3 separate regions of the Sus scrofa genome follow, and regions 2 and 3 are each linked to region 1. Evidence: chromatin contacts called from public HiChIP or PLAC-seq data. All regions are on one chromosome and are shown on one strand. The core of a region is the stretch at or near the end of the contact, and the rest is flanking DNA. Distances in the headings are between cores, read along the strand shown.

Region 1 (4,047 bases), core at 283-2,782:
AAGAATACCAGGAGGGTGACCACTGGTCTTGGTCTTTGAAATGGGAATCCATATTCAAAAGCCAAAAGGTATCATTGGCAAAGCATTAAAATATTGCTAGATGATTCAGAGAGAATGTGTTTATTTTTGAATTCTTGGATCCTGCAAGGTTGCCACCATTCAGTCAGCTGTCACTCACTCTTTCAGCCCATCTGTCAGATAGCAAAGAGTTGAAACCTGTAAAAATGTTTTCAGTTACTCATTCTCAAAGCTGATACAGAGCATGTAGCATTCTCAAGAACCCCTGGTGTGCTGGATGCTGTTAGGAAAAGAAGGGCCAAGTATACTGACTTAAGGTTTGACAGAAACTACAGGAATAATTTGGCCCCCTTGGGTATATGAGACATGAATTGGGCTATTCGGGAGGGGGCGGTCTCAAAATTTAGCAGATGTGGTGAAGTTCACCAGGCTCAGCGGTAGGTCAGTTTTGTCCAGTTCAGAGGGGGTTAAGTCACTGTCAGGCACTCCAGGCCTCTCTAATCTTATCCTGGGGAAGTGGAGTTCTGCCTTGGTTTACAGTTGAGGTCACTGGCGGGACCGTATTTGGACAGAGACTGATGGAATTATGCCGCCTTGTTAACATTGAATAGCCCTTGGTGAAGAGGACCAGTGACGGCATTGTGGTCCTCTGACTCCCGGAGCACCGTATCTTGAAATGCATGCCTCATGGAGATGTGCTGGACCTGGAAAACAGACGAATCTCTGCGGCTTCCATCACTTATGTAATCTAAAAGAAGGTTGTTTCACGGGACTTATCAGAGAGTTAAGAAATGTTTATGGGGAGTAGAAAATGGGCAAGAAAATTGATCTCTGTTGTCCAAGTCACACACTATAACTCACCCTCCAAGGTGACGCGGTATCTCCTTGAGGGGAGAGCTGCCAAAACCATTGAAAGTGATCTGCCTGTTTTCCTCACACACTGACTTGCAGGGAGGCGCTAGTATTTCCAGACCATTAAATCCTTGTGCAAGGTTTGCTAATAATGATGTTCATCCCTGTGGCTAAGAGAAGATGATATAAGAAAAATAGTATTTGGCAGCTAGGTGTGTGAGATGTAGTAAATCTCTGTTGGATTTTCCCCATCATGGGCATATATTTACTTTTTTACTTTTTTTTTTTCTTCTTAAACAGAGGACCACTGTTTACTTTTTTTTTTAACTTGATGCTTGATATAAAGGTTCACCGACTTCAGGCATACCTTTCACAGTGTGTGTGTGTGTGTGTGTGTGTGTGTGTGTGTGTCTGTGTGTCTGTGTGTGTGTGTCTGTGTGTATTGCTTTCCAGGAGTGGCATGTGCTGTTTAATCAGGGCTGTATTTAAAAACACATTTGCCAGGGAGAGTTTCTCATGTTCTTGATGAGATAAGGTCAGAGTGAAGCAAGCTCTGTAGCAAAGGGCAAGTGTCAAGCAGCAAGAAGTCCCAGCCATCCTTCCAGCCCTGCCTCGGCCACCCGCCACCTCCCTGGCAGCACAGAGCAGCGTACGGAGGGAATGCCCTCTCTCAGCCACAAGTGCCTCCTGCTCCATGTGGAGCCTTCCAGCCCCAGGGCCCTGCACCCACTCTGACTTGCTGCTGTCTCCGGCCTCCCTAGCACCTTTCTTACAAATGGCTTTTGTTTGGGATCCTTGGGGAGCCACCGTGCCAGGACCCTCAGCAAGAGTCAAATCAAGATTGCGTTTCTCAAAGTCCTACAGGTATTGCTCTTTCCTATTTATGGCTAGGAAGACGTTTTGTCAGCAGCCTCTGTAGCTGGAGGCCCCCTGCAAATAAGCCTTTGCCAGCTGGGCTGAGGGATGTAACTTCTGTTTATTATCCTGTGTTAATTTTGAAGTCTGCGGAATAGGAGCTAAGATGCAAACTTTAACCTTAGTCGGTGGGATTTGGGAACCTGCAGAAGTAGGAGGAATTTGACCAACTCTAAGAGCTGATTTTGAGAGTTAAATGGTGAATTGGAAAAACATTCTGTGACTGGCATCTGGAAAACAAGTGTGATGGCACGCCTAATGGACTTAATGTAGCCAGAATTGGTCACACTAACTTTCCCTTAACACTTTAAATGTCAGGAAAGGGTTCTTGTTTGATTCAACATACGGAGAAGCAACAACAACATACTACTGTGTTGTTTATAAGTGTTTCAGGTCTCATTCACATGCAAAAGTGGAAACTCTCTTTGGTCTAGGTGGAAAGTCAGCCTTGTAAGCTTGCCCACCTAGTTTGATCTAGGCGGAAAGTCAGGAGATTTAGATACCATGAAGCAGAGTAAATATGTTATTAATCTATTATGTCATAGGAAAAATCTCGACCTCATGACCTCAATAAATTGTCAGTGACATCTTAGCATTACATACAAGTTAGCCTATTGTAATCAAATAATTATTTAAAAAAAGGAGACACTGAAAAATCTTTGATTTCCTTCTTTGCTTCCGTGTTCTAGATATTTACAAGGAAAGGTTGATTCTTCACACACTTTTAGTTTCTGATTGGTTAGTCTATAGCACTGCAAGCTATTGCATCAATAGCAAATGCCAGTCACATTGTCTGCAGAATCTCAGGAATAAGATCTTTCTTCTTTAGACCAAATGTAACTTATCCGGGAACTACCAGGCCTATATAGAAGTATGCATTAAATTTGTATGAAAATATGTCCTGATTTACTTGTATAGAAAACATATAAATGGATAAGCAATGAGATTCTGCTGTATAGCCCTGGGAACTGTATCTAGTCACTTATGATGGAGCATGATAATGTGAGAAAAAAGAATGTATATATGTTTCTATGACTGGGTCACCTTGCTGTATAGTAGAAAATTGGAAGAACACTGTAAACCAGTTATAATGGAAAAAATAAAAATCATTATAAAACAAAACCAAAAGAAAAAAAGAAAACATTCAAAGTTTGGATTAAAATAACTCACAAGAATTATTTATTTGTTTTTAGACAGTATGAAAGATAATGCCCTAGGAACTTTTTAGGGAGCTATAAAATAAATCAAATTACAGCCTTCCCTAGTAATGACACATAAGCAAACTTTGACAAGGGATAAATAAAAGTTGGCAGTTAAAGGTGTAAATAGTACTTCGATCTACTTCTACTTCAAAACAAAATAAATACCATTAATTTTTATTAATTATGTTAATTTTTTACATTTAAGGATATGATTCAACATTAGAAATATATGCCTCCTATATGCTCTATGTTCTTACCGAATGAGCTTCTCAAGCTTATTATTTGCATCTGGTGCTTATTATGTGTTAAAATGTATGCTCTCCAAAGACTTATAAGCATTACTGTGCATATTTGCAATAGATGGTGGCTTCTAGCCACTCTTTATCATTAAGATAATGATAACAAGTTTCCAAATATCGTAAATATCTAACTTCTGCTTAGGCTAAAAGCAATAGCATATGGGACTAAATAGTTTGAGAAATCTCAAGAAATGCAGAATTTAAGCTCTCCTGTATGCTTTTCAGATAGATTATGAAACTTGCCTTCTTGATCTACCAAAGATATTTTTACTTTCCTTGGTCAGTCTGATCCTTTCCAAAATATAGCAAGCACTGGAATGTCTAAGGAGGAGTTTCTATGTATTTAAATGCCCAGTGTGCATAGTTCTAACAAGCTTCTTTCATGACAAGTTTAAGAGGGGAGAGTGATATCCCAAATGGCCGTCATAGACCGGTCTCCTTTGAAACTTGGGAGATTTTGACCTCATTCATTTGCTTTTATTTGAATATTAATTTCTCATGTAATGCTTTATTTTTTAAATGTACTGTCTTCACTGTTCTGTGGGTCCCGTTTTTTTTTATCACTGTATTTTTTATCACTGAATTTGGGACTATAAATTCCTGAGGCTAGGGGCTTCCTTACGTGCAACAAGAATGCCATTAATGCCTATTTGATGAAATATCTTTCTACATTCTCTTTTGTATCACCCTTAGTATCACCCTTTTGTTAGTATCACCCTTTTGTTTGAAAAAACAACTTGCTTTGTTTGAAAAATCAACAG
Region 2 (4,299 bases), core at 461-2,960, 300 kb after region 1:
ATATTATGGGAGCATATGCCTGTGTCGAATTTTAATACTTAGATTGTTTTAGATAAGAATAATCATCAGAGGTGCAAATATTCTTTAAATTATTAATTTTATTTTACCAATAAAATGGCTGAAGATAATGGTCTCACTGACTTCAGCCTTCCCTCCTTCAATCCATTTATTGCAGAGCCCTAGAATTTGCCATCTCAATAAAACCTGATCCTAAATCACACAGTACCATGAATCACTTATCAAGGCTCCTCCTCTTAAAGATTCAGCCCAAAGCCCTGACTTGGAAATGCCTGACAAGACTTCCATGACCAGAGTCTGCAGATTTCTCTAGCCTCTTTCCCCCTGAGCAAGACTCCATGGGAGGTCCTTTCCCTACACACACACACAGCCTTTGACCTCAGGCCCATGTGCTCGTTCATATTGTTTCTCTTAAAAAATCTTCTCACCCTCATCACTTGTTTCATTTTTTAGGACTTAGCCCCTTCCCACTCCACCTCTGATTTAAATTGCCTTCTGTTATTCTCCCATAGTGTACACGCTTCCTTCTTTCGCAATACTTTCTACAGTAGAGTATGCTAAAACCAACTATACCCGGGACACTAGGCTTTCCTTGGATAAGGGACACATTCTTTAATGTGTCTTGTTTTTGCAGACTCTGACTCTGATAAGGTGCATGGTACATATCTGGTGTTAAATGTTCCTGAAATTACTGAAGATACTAGAAGTCAATACAACCCAATCTTATGTTTATTTCATTAACATAATTCTATTGGAGCCTTCAGCAGCCCCAGGGGAAAAAAAAATCAAAGATAGTCAGAAGACAAGGAAAAAACTCACAAAAATATGTACACCTTTCCTTTGGAGGTTTTTTGAAGTAGTAAGTGAAACTTTATGTATTTCCTATGATTTCAAAACAAGAACCTGACGCCGGAACTACACTTGGAAATGAGAGTAGCTTGCCACTGGCAAGCTCTGCTTAAACCTGTTACACATACACATTGAAAGTGAATCCAACTCCTTCATGTATTTCCCATCAGATAAAATGTATAGAGAGAAAAAAAAAAAAAGTCAACAAAAGTTAGAGCTAAAGTGCACAAATCCTTGATGTAGTAAATTCAGGCAGTGACAGCTCAAAGCAATACATGGTGGAATGGAAATCGTTTTCCTCCAGTCCTACCTGTTTGATAAAGGGTTGTTGTTTTCCATTTAATTTTAGGAAAAGTATGAATCAGCCATCAGCGTTCGTATTTATATTTTTGAATTAAGTGGAAGCAAATGGTATCCAAAGTAAGTGACATTTTGTTTTGACTGGTTCTCTTCATTTACACCAATAGGTCTGTGTAGGGGTTATGACAACTTTATACAGACCTATAATCAGTCAACTGCTGGCAGAGAAACTGACATCCACACAGTCACACATCACATAGAGTGGATCCTTTTACCTCAATGGTCACCATCGCTGTAAGCTGTGAGTAAGGGTAAACGGCTGAACGTTTCAGAAGAAAACAACCTCAGCCTCCAGCTCACTGTTGTGGCTCTGAGGTGATTGCTTTTTTTCCTTTTCGAGAGGAAGCTGCTGCTTCAGCATCTTCCCTTGGAGCCCCTGGCACCATTTCAGGCCATGTGTCAGGGGAACCCTTGATCGCATCACAATGACGGAAGCCAAGTGCTGGCCTGCAAGAATTGAGGACTGTTTGTTCACAGAAGATCCTGAGCAGAATCACGGGTGTTACATAGTTCAAGGGGGCCTTGAAGGAAACCAATGCTACCGTAGGAGGGGACTTGCAACGGCTCAAGTTATTTCTCAGTTGCTCTTCCATCGTCCTCTCCTGGCTTTTGTGGAATTTAGCCAACAGTGGTTGATTAGGCAGTTTCTCCCTGTAGTTCCTTGACCTAGAAAGATTTTGGACAGGGAAATAGAAGAGTTTTCATATATTTTCAGGTAGTGCCATAGTGACTACTGCTCTCCAGGGAGAAAAGTATTTTATTAATGAATGCAGTGTAAGTTCTTGGTAAAACCCAAAATTAAACCAGCTCACTGTTTTTGTCCTGCAAGTATCGGTGACATTTAGGTGTGTTGTTTGGTGTGATGACTCAATTTCCTGTAGGATAGCTGGCAATTCCACATCGAGGCTTTTTTAGAAGGGATGAAAAGGTCAGTTACTCAATGTCTCAGAACATTTGGGGTTAAAATTCCTAAAAGTTAAGCTTTAAAACTGACTGAAAAACTGTGGCTAGCCATGTTGCTTATAAACCTAGGAATTTGGTGAAAGTAGAATATTCAGCTCTACGCTAATATCAACAGTAATTCTTTATTTGAGCAACAGTTTTATAGAACAAACTGTTCTTTGCTCTGTAGTTAGTAATTATTTTCTTACTTGTTGGTATGTAAATGTGCTCTGGTCATTTTTTTTTCTTTTTTCTTTTTTCTTTCTCCAGACTCATGCAGAAGTAGTTAGAGTTTAAAATAGATACACAGACTACATTTTTTTAAGCTGTTTTTTGGGGGGAGAGGGCTTTTTTTCTTTTTTTTTTTTTTTTGGCTTTTTGCCATTTCTTGGGCTGCTCCCCCAGCATATGGAGGTTCCCAGGCTAGGAGTCAAATTGGAGCTGTAGCGACCGGCCTACGCCAGAGCCACAGCAACGCGGGATCCGAGCCGCGTCTGCGACCTACCCCACAGCTCATGGCAATGCCGGATCGTTAACCCACTGAGCAAGGGCAGGGATCGAACCCCTGGTGCTCAGACTTTGGAAAAGTTGGAGAGCAGGGGAGAGGAATGTAGAACACTAAGCCATTGAGGTGTGGAGAGGGGATTCCTGTCTTCTGGATATAACCAGTGACTGGCAAGATGGCAGTGAGTAATCCTAGATACAGGAGTTATGCATCTTCAACCCACTGGATATGCTAACTATGGGTGGTTCAAATCACCTAAAATAAGTTAATTTTCTTTTAAAAATTCCTACATCCTGATTTTATACCACTAGAGGGAAGAAAAAGGCCAAAACAAAACCAATAGTACCTATACTACCATCCCAACTAGGTAATGCTGTAGTTGCTTATGGCAGATGTTAAGTAAAATGAAAACGTGTTATGGTCATAGGCTTAATTGTTATGTGTGATCTTTAGGGTATGGGATTACAAGGAACTTTCTTTGTTACAACTTTGTGTAATGTTTCAAATTTTATAACAAGCCCGTTATATTTTTATATTCCTATACTCAAAGGAAAGGCTATACAGATATTTTATACTTATGATTTATGAGGCTCTTCCTCTCTTGTTGGGAAAGCTCCAGTCTTACACTTTAGTTCACTCGGCAGGGTTTAGGCAGTTTTTTGTTCACCTGAAGTATACTTTACAGAGATTGGTACAGAAAAAAAAAAAAAAAAGTGGAATAAAAGACAATTTTTAACCTAGAATTCTCAAAGTGAATAGCAAATAGTTCAAGAATCATTGATAACAGTGAGCCACATGGCCCATGTAACAAATATTTTGAAAGTTATTCTAACTTTTACAAATTTTATATAAAAACCTCTCTGAAAAATCCCAGAAGCCTGAGATTCTGTCCATGAAATTTTTGGTTGTGCCGCTGATCATTTATGGAGTCTAAATTTCAAGCATAGAATCTCTTCTCCAATACCTGTAGATTTGATTCGAAGACAAAGAAGAAGAATCTCACCAACTTCATGTAAGCTCTTCAATGCATTCTTTCTAATTGACAATAATAAAGTTTTGTAAAACGACTCTAGAGAGTTTGGATTTTTACCCCTCTGTAAGGTATGCTCATCTGCATGTAATACAGTGACTTTCTCTGCAATTGATCCCTTACTGTAGAACTGCCCCAGGGTCAGCTTTTGTAAATAGAAACTGCTTCCATAACATGCCTTTGGATGTGGTGTTTTCATCTTCTCCCCTTTGTAAGCTTTATTCTGTGCATAATGACAACAGATACTCTTTCCCTTGACTTCCCAATACCATCCTGCTCCTTGATTTGCAATTCCATTGACTGACTTGGAAGGACGTATGCATAACAGGTGTAAATTTCCCATGGCCCGAGTGCAGCCACATTGCTGTTCCGGTAAGATAACTCTTACGACAATTGTCAATGTGAAAATATAGCACATTGTCAAATCTGTGAATTGTAAAGCTTTCCGACCCACAACATTGTATGTTTTTGTTTGCCTGTTTATGTGTATCCCCAAATTTAGACTTCTGGAACCTAGCAGGGGCTGGGCTGGGTATAGAGAGTCTGGTTTTAATGAAAATACTTTTGATTCCCACAGTCACCCTGTCCACTTGAA
Region 3 (4,102 bases), core at 872-3,371, 320 kb after region 1:
TGTCCAGTCAGAGAACCTTCCTAGCTCCTAGCTCCTAAAAAGAGTCTGATGGGATGGATGTCCTGGTGGGCTAGTAGTCAGCCTAGCAGGCAGATAGTGAACAGGGCACAGACATAAACTGAAGGATATTGGGGTCCATGGATGAGAAGACCAGATGACCAAAGGAGATCTGAGATTCTGAGATGGCAGGGGGTTTTTTTGGGAGGGGTGGTAGAAGCTTGGTTAATAGTGGGAGGACGGCAGCAGATAGAGAAGGTAGAGAATGAACTCAGGGAAGGTATAAGCAGGTGTCAGGATTTGCTTTCTGACCTATTATGGTGGTGTTGCCTTGGATATTTGTTTTCTAATTCGGGCAAAATGGGGAAGGGAGCCGGGCTTGTGAATAGGGCAAAGAGGAAAACTGAAGGAAAGAAAGATAGAAAGCCATACACTGGACTGAGAGAAGGAAGGGGAGGGTGGCAGAAGGACTATCTGACTGGATCGACCTAGGAGCAGGGCTGTACTTGGCTGGAGGACCATTTCATGTTTCTGCCCCTTTTCCACCTCAGGGTTCAGGGTGAAATCTGGTTGGAATAAACCTTTGGAACAGCCTTGAAGGAAAAAAAAGAAATCCCAGAGGGGTCAGTGTGAGGGTGTGAATGCTTAAGAGAGGACAGTTGTGGGATCGGGGGAGGGAGAGAATGGGCTGGAGTGGGGAGATTTATAGACATAGTGTATTGCATGAGGCGTGAGTCTTATTTAACACCAGTAGCTGGCGTCTCCTCCTTCACCTGTTGCCTCCTTGAGTCATGGCCCAGTAGCAGCATGGGTGGCTTGTCACATCCAGCTGCTGGGCCATCCCCTAAGTAACCTGTTGCCTGGGAGTCAAAGCACAAGCTGGAACAGGGTGAAGAGAGAGAGACTGTGTCAAAATAGGTATAGGTTGATTCACCAATATAGTGAGTGATATTAGATGCCAAGAGAAAAATGAAACAGAATAGCAGATGACAAATGTGAACCTTTATCTTGAGTCTGCTTTATATCTCCTAAATCCCCATGAGCTCAGCAATTCTCTTATGGTTATTAATGCCCCACACTGGAGTTGTGACCTTGGATTTTTTTTTTTTTTGTCTTTTCTATGGCCGCACCTATAGCATGTGGAGGTTCCCAGGCTAGGGGGTCTAATTGGAGCTGTAGCTGCCAGCCTACACCACAGCCACAGCAACGCCAGATCCAAACCGTGGCTGCGACCTACATCACAGCTCACAGCAATGCAAGATCGTTAACCCACTGAGCTAGGCCAGGGATCGAACCCACAACCCCATGGTCCCTAGTCCTATTCATTTCTGCTGTGCCACAAAGGAACTCCACCTTGGATATTTAAACTGCTTCAACTTCTCTGAGCCTTTGCTTTCTCTATAAACCGGAACTAACAAAATCCATCTCATGGGATTGTTAGGAGAATTTAAACAAAAGCTTAGGTCAAGTCCATAATATGGGTACACCCATCATAGGTACATGGCCTATCCTTAGTTGGGATGGGAACTATTTTTAAACTTAGAAGATGAACTTTATATGCTGCCATATAGGTAACCCAGTGCAACTGGAGCTTGAATCAACAAGCCTGGGCAAATGAGCTCAGAGTGTGCCTTTGAAATCTTGATCCCCATCGTGCTGATTTATGTGCCTCCCTAGCTTGCATGTGGGATCGCCCTGAGGTTGTTCACTGTAGTTTTAGCTTGTTACCTAGCACCCTTGGATAGCATATTTTTATTTACACTCTCACTGATCACTTGACCACAATTACTTTGAAAGAGTATGTATGAATGCAGCCACAAAAGAAACATTTCTCAGTTGTGAGGGTCTCACGTGGATCTTTAATCCACTTTGTCTAAAAACTGGAACGTTTCTTAGACTTTACTTTTCCCTCCACCAGAATGACCTCAGAGGCCCCTCCAAATGTTTTTTTTTTTTTCCGATTCTGTAGAATAGTGAGATTTTGATTATTAATAAGAGTGTCAAATATCAATCAACATCAGGTTACTAAATGTCTCTTTTGGGGTAAGAAGAAATGTGAACCAAAAATAGAACCCTTTAATCATCGCACAAATTTAAAATGGCAGTCCAGCTGAGAAACAGAGGAATGGATGAGATGACCTTGAACATAATTCCAGCCCAGATGGGCTAGTCATGGGTCTGACACTCGCCGTAGCCAGAGGGAAAAGAAATTCCCCGGCAGTGTAGTTGGTATCAGAGTTGAAAATGAGTCACTGAGTAGGTGATTGATCCCTTTCCGTTTTCCACTTGCCATCAGCCACTTTGCAGAGAAATCAAGCTTTAGTATACTTGATTCAAAAAAAAAAAAAAGATTTTTTTTTCTTTTTTAATTCCAAAAGTTCTTAGAGGTGAAAGAGATTTGTGAGATCACTTCACTTTCCTTCATTAAAAATGAGGTATTAAGGCACAGGAAAATTAAAGTGACACAGAACAAGAATCCTTTCTTACTTTTGTCAGGGCTTTTACTTTGTGTGGAATAAATAATTTTTGTCACTAAACAAGATCCTGTGTTCAGTCTTTATTGATATTATCACTTTTGAATGAAATTTTTACTTTGCTTTATCTTTGTTATTTATATTTGATCTTTGATTATTCTCTAGGCCAGATACCATTTTCATATGAGAAATAAATCAGGCATTTTTTTTTTTTTAAATTTTGGGTTTTGTCATTATTGTTTTGTATCTTTTGACTTCAGGTAACATAAGTCCAATAGTTAGGCCTTCACTAAGGAAATTTTGTTTTTGTGTAGTTACTGCAAGTAAACTGCTCCAAAGGCTTTCATAGACAAAATGAGGCTTAATATATGTGCATTTGTATTCAAATACATACAAAGAGAGGTAGATACGTACATACAAAAGCATATAGACATACTTATTGCCGTATACGTTAAGTAAGGCTGTTGGGTGTGAATGAGTTCCAGAGTTTACTGGTCCTATAGAGCAGTACAGAATGTTCAACACTAAGAATGAGAATGGTTGGGAAGCATCCCAGAAAAAGTGCTACTTAGGTTGGATCTTGAACATAGAAGGTTCATATTGGTTACTAATGAGGAAAGAGATGATAGTGCAAGGGCTGGATGAGGCAGGGTAGGATGGGACACTCCCTCAGATTGCCTTATTGTTTGTAGGTGTGGGTGAGGAATGGGTATTCTGGATGAAAGAGCCTGCCTGGAACAGAAAATCTGATTACAGGAACAGAGGCAGGTGTGAAAAGTGTAGATTGAGGCCCTACTGCAGAGCACCTCAAGTGTCAGATTAAGCTGTTTGGACAATACTCTGTCCACCCTAAAGAACCCTTGTGTTTTGTTTTCGGGGAAATGCTACAAGGAAAGTAACAAAATGGTTTTAGAAAGATAAATCTGATGGTGGTATGCAGGATGGATCACATTGAGGAGAAAGTGTGAAAGCAAAAAGAATCTGATAGGGAATTAGGCATGTAAGTGATGAGGGACTGGAATAGGATGGGAAGGAAAAGAAACGGATAGTTAGGAGAATGACTGCAGGAAAGGAGACTTTGCTGGGGCACTGCAGCCAGAGGAAAGTATGAAATTCTAAACTCAAGTAATAATAGAAGGAATAACAATTGGAAAATCAGGGAGAGAAGCTGATTTGAAGAGAGTGAGGTGGAAGATATGTCAGTTAAATCTTTAGACATGAAATTACATATCTAAATAGAAATGTCCTAGAGGCCTTCAATTGTCAGGACTGGATTTGTGGTGAAAAGACAGGCAACCTGGAAGTTGCCTGTATAGACCTGATGATTAGGGCCTTAAGGCTCAACTGTAAAATGGGAATAATAATAGTCCTCACAGAATTGTTATTAGTAATGAATGAGATAATGCCAGGCAAGTATTCTATGCTAGTCTTGGCAGGTAGTAGATGGTAAATAAATATTTATCAATATCAATCAGTATTAACTATTATTACTTTTAACTGTGGATTTTAGAGAAAGATAGTTTTGTGAATTATTAGAACTGGTATTCTGGAAGCTATATTAAAGTCGGTGACCTCGGAGCATAAAAAACCCTCTGAGTGATTTTAATCTAGACAAACCAGTCAAAATAACC

The links. HiChIP or PLAC-seq counts read pairs in DNA pulled down with a chosen protein or histone mark.
Region 2: an H3K27ac HiChIP or PLAC-seq map of skeletal muscle shows a contact between it and region 1. The contact joins two enhancer-like sites. A contact is called at or near these places in 1 of 47 Hi-C or Micro-C datasets (embryonic fibroblasts) and 1 of 2 datasets of contacts at active chromatin or transcription factors (skeletal muscle).
Region 3: a contact with region 1 is called in an H3K27ac HiChIP or PLAC-seq map of skeletal muscle. The contact joins two enhancer-like sites. A contact is called at or near these places in 2 of 47 Hi-C or Micro-C datasets (both in skeletal muscle) and 1 of 2 datasets of contacts at active chromatin or transcription factors (skeletal muscle).

Annotation. Positions count from the first base shown.
Region 1 is chr16:38,255,771-38,259,817 of Sscrofa11.1, reverse strand. All of the region lies in intron 5 of PDE4D (cAMP-specific 3',5'-cyclic phosphodiesterase 4D), which reads left to right. Among named protein-coding and RNA genes, the nearest start is that of MIR582, 320 kb to the left of the region's middle. Within about 2 kb of position 1,532, at least 10 of the 83 cell types and tissues checked have an H3K27ac peak or open chromatin away from gene starts, as enhancers often do. A contact at or near this core is called in skeletal muscle, where this site is marked.
Region 2 is chr16:37,952,477-37,956,775 of Sscrofa11.1, reverse strand. All of the region lies in intron 9 of PDE4D (cAMP-specific 3',5'-cyclic phosphodiesterase 4D), which reads left to right. Among named protein-coding and RNA genes, the nearest start is that of RAB3C, 540 kb to the right of the region's middle. Within about 2 kb of position 1,710, at least 7 of the 83 cell types and tissues checked have an H3K27ac peak or open chromatin away from gene starts, as enhancers often do. A contact at or near this core is called in skeletal muscle, where this site is marked.
Region 3 is chr16:37,935,125-37,939,226 of Sscrofa11.1, reverse strand. All of the region lies in intron 10 of PDE4D (cAMP-specific 3',5'-cyclic phosphodiesterase 4D), which reads left to right. Among named protein-coding and RNA genes, the nearest start is that of RAB3C, 530 kb to the right of the region's middle. Within about 2 kb of position 2,121, at least 3 of the 83 cell types and tissues checked have an H3K27ac peak or open chromatin away from gene starts, as enhancers often do. A contact at or near this core is called in skeletal muscle, where this site is marked.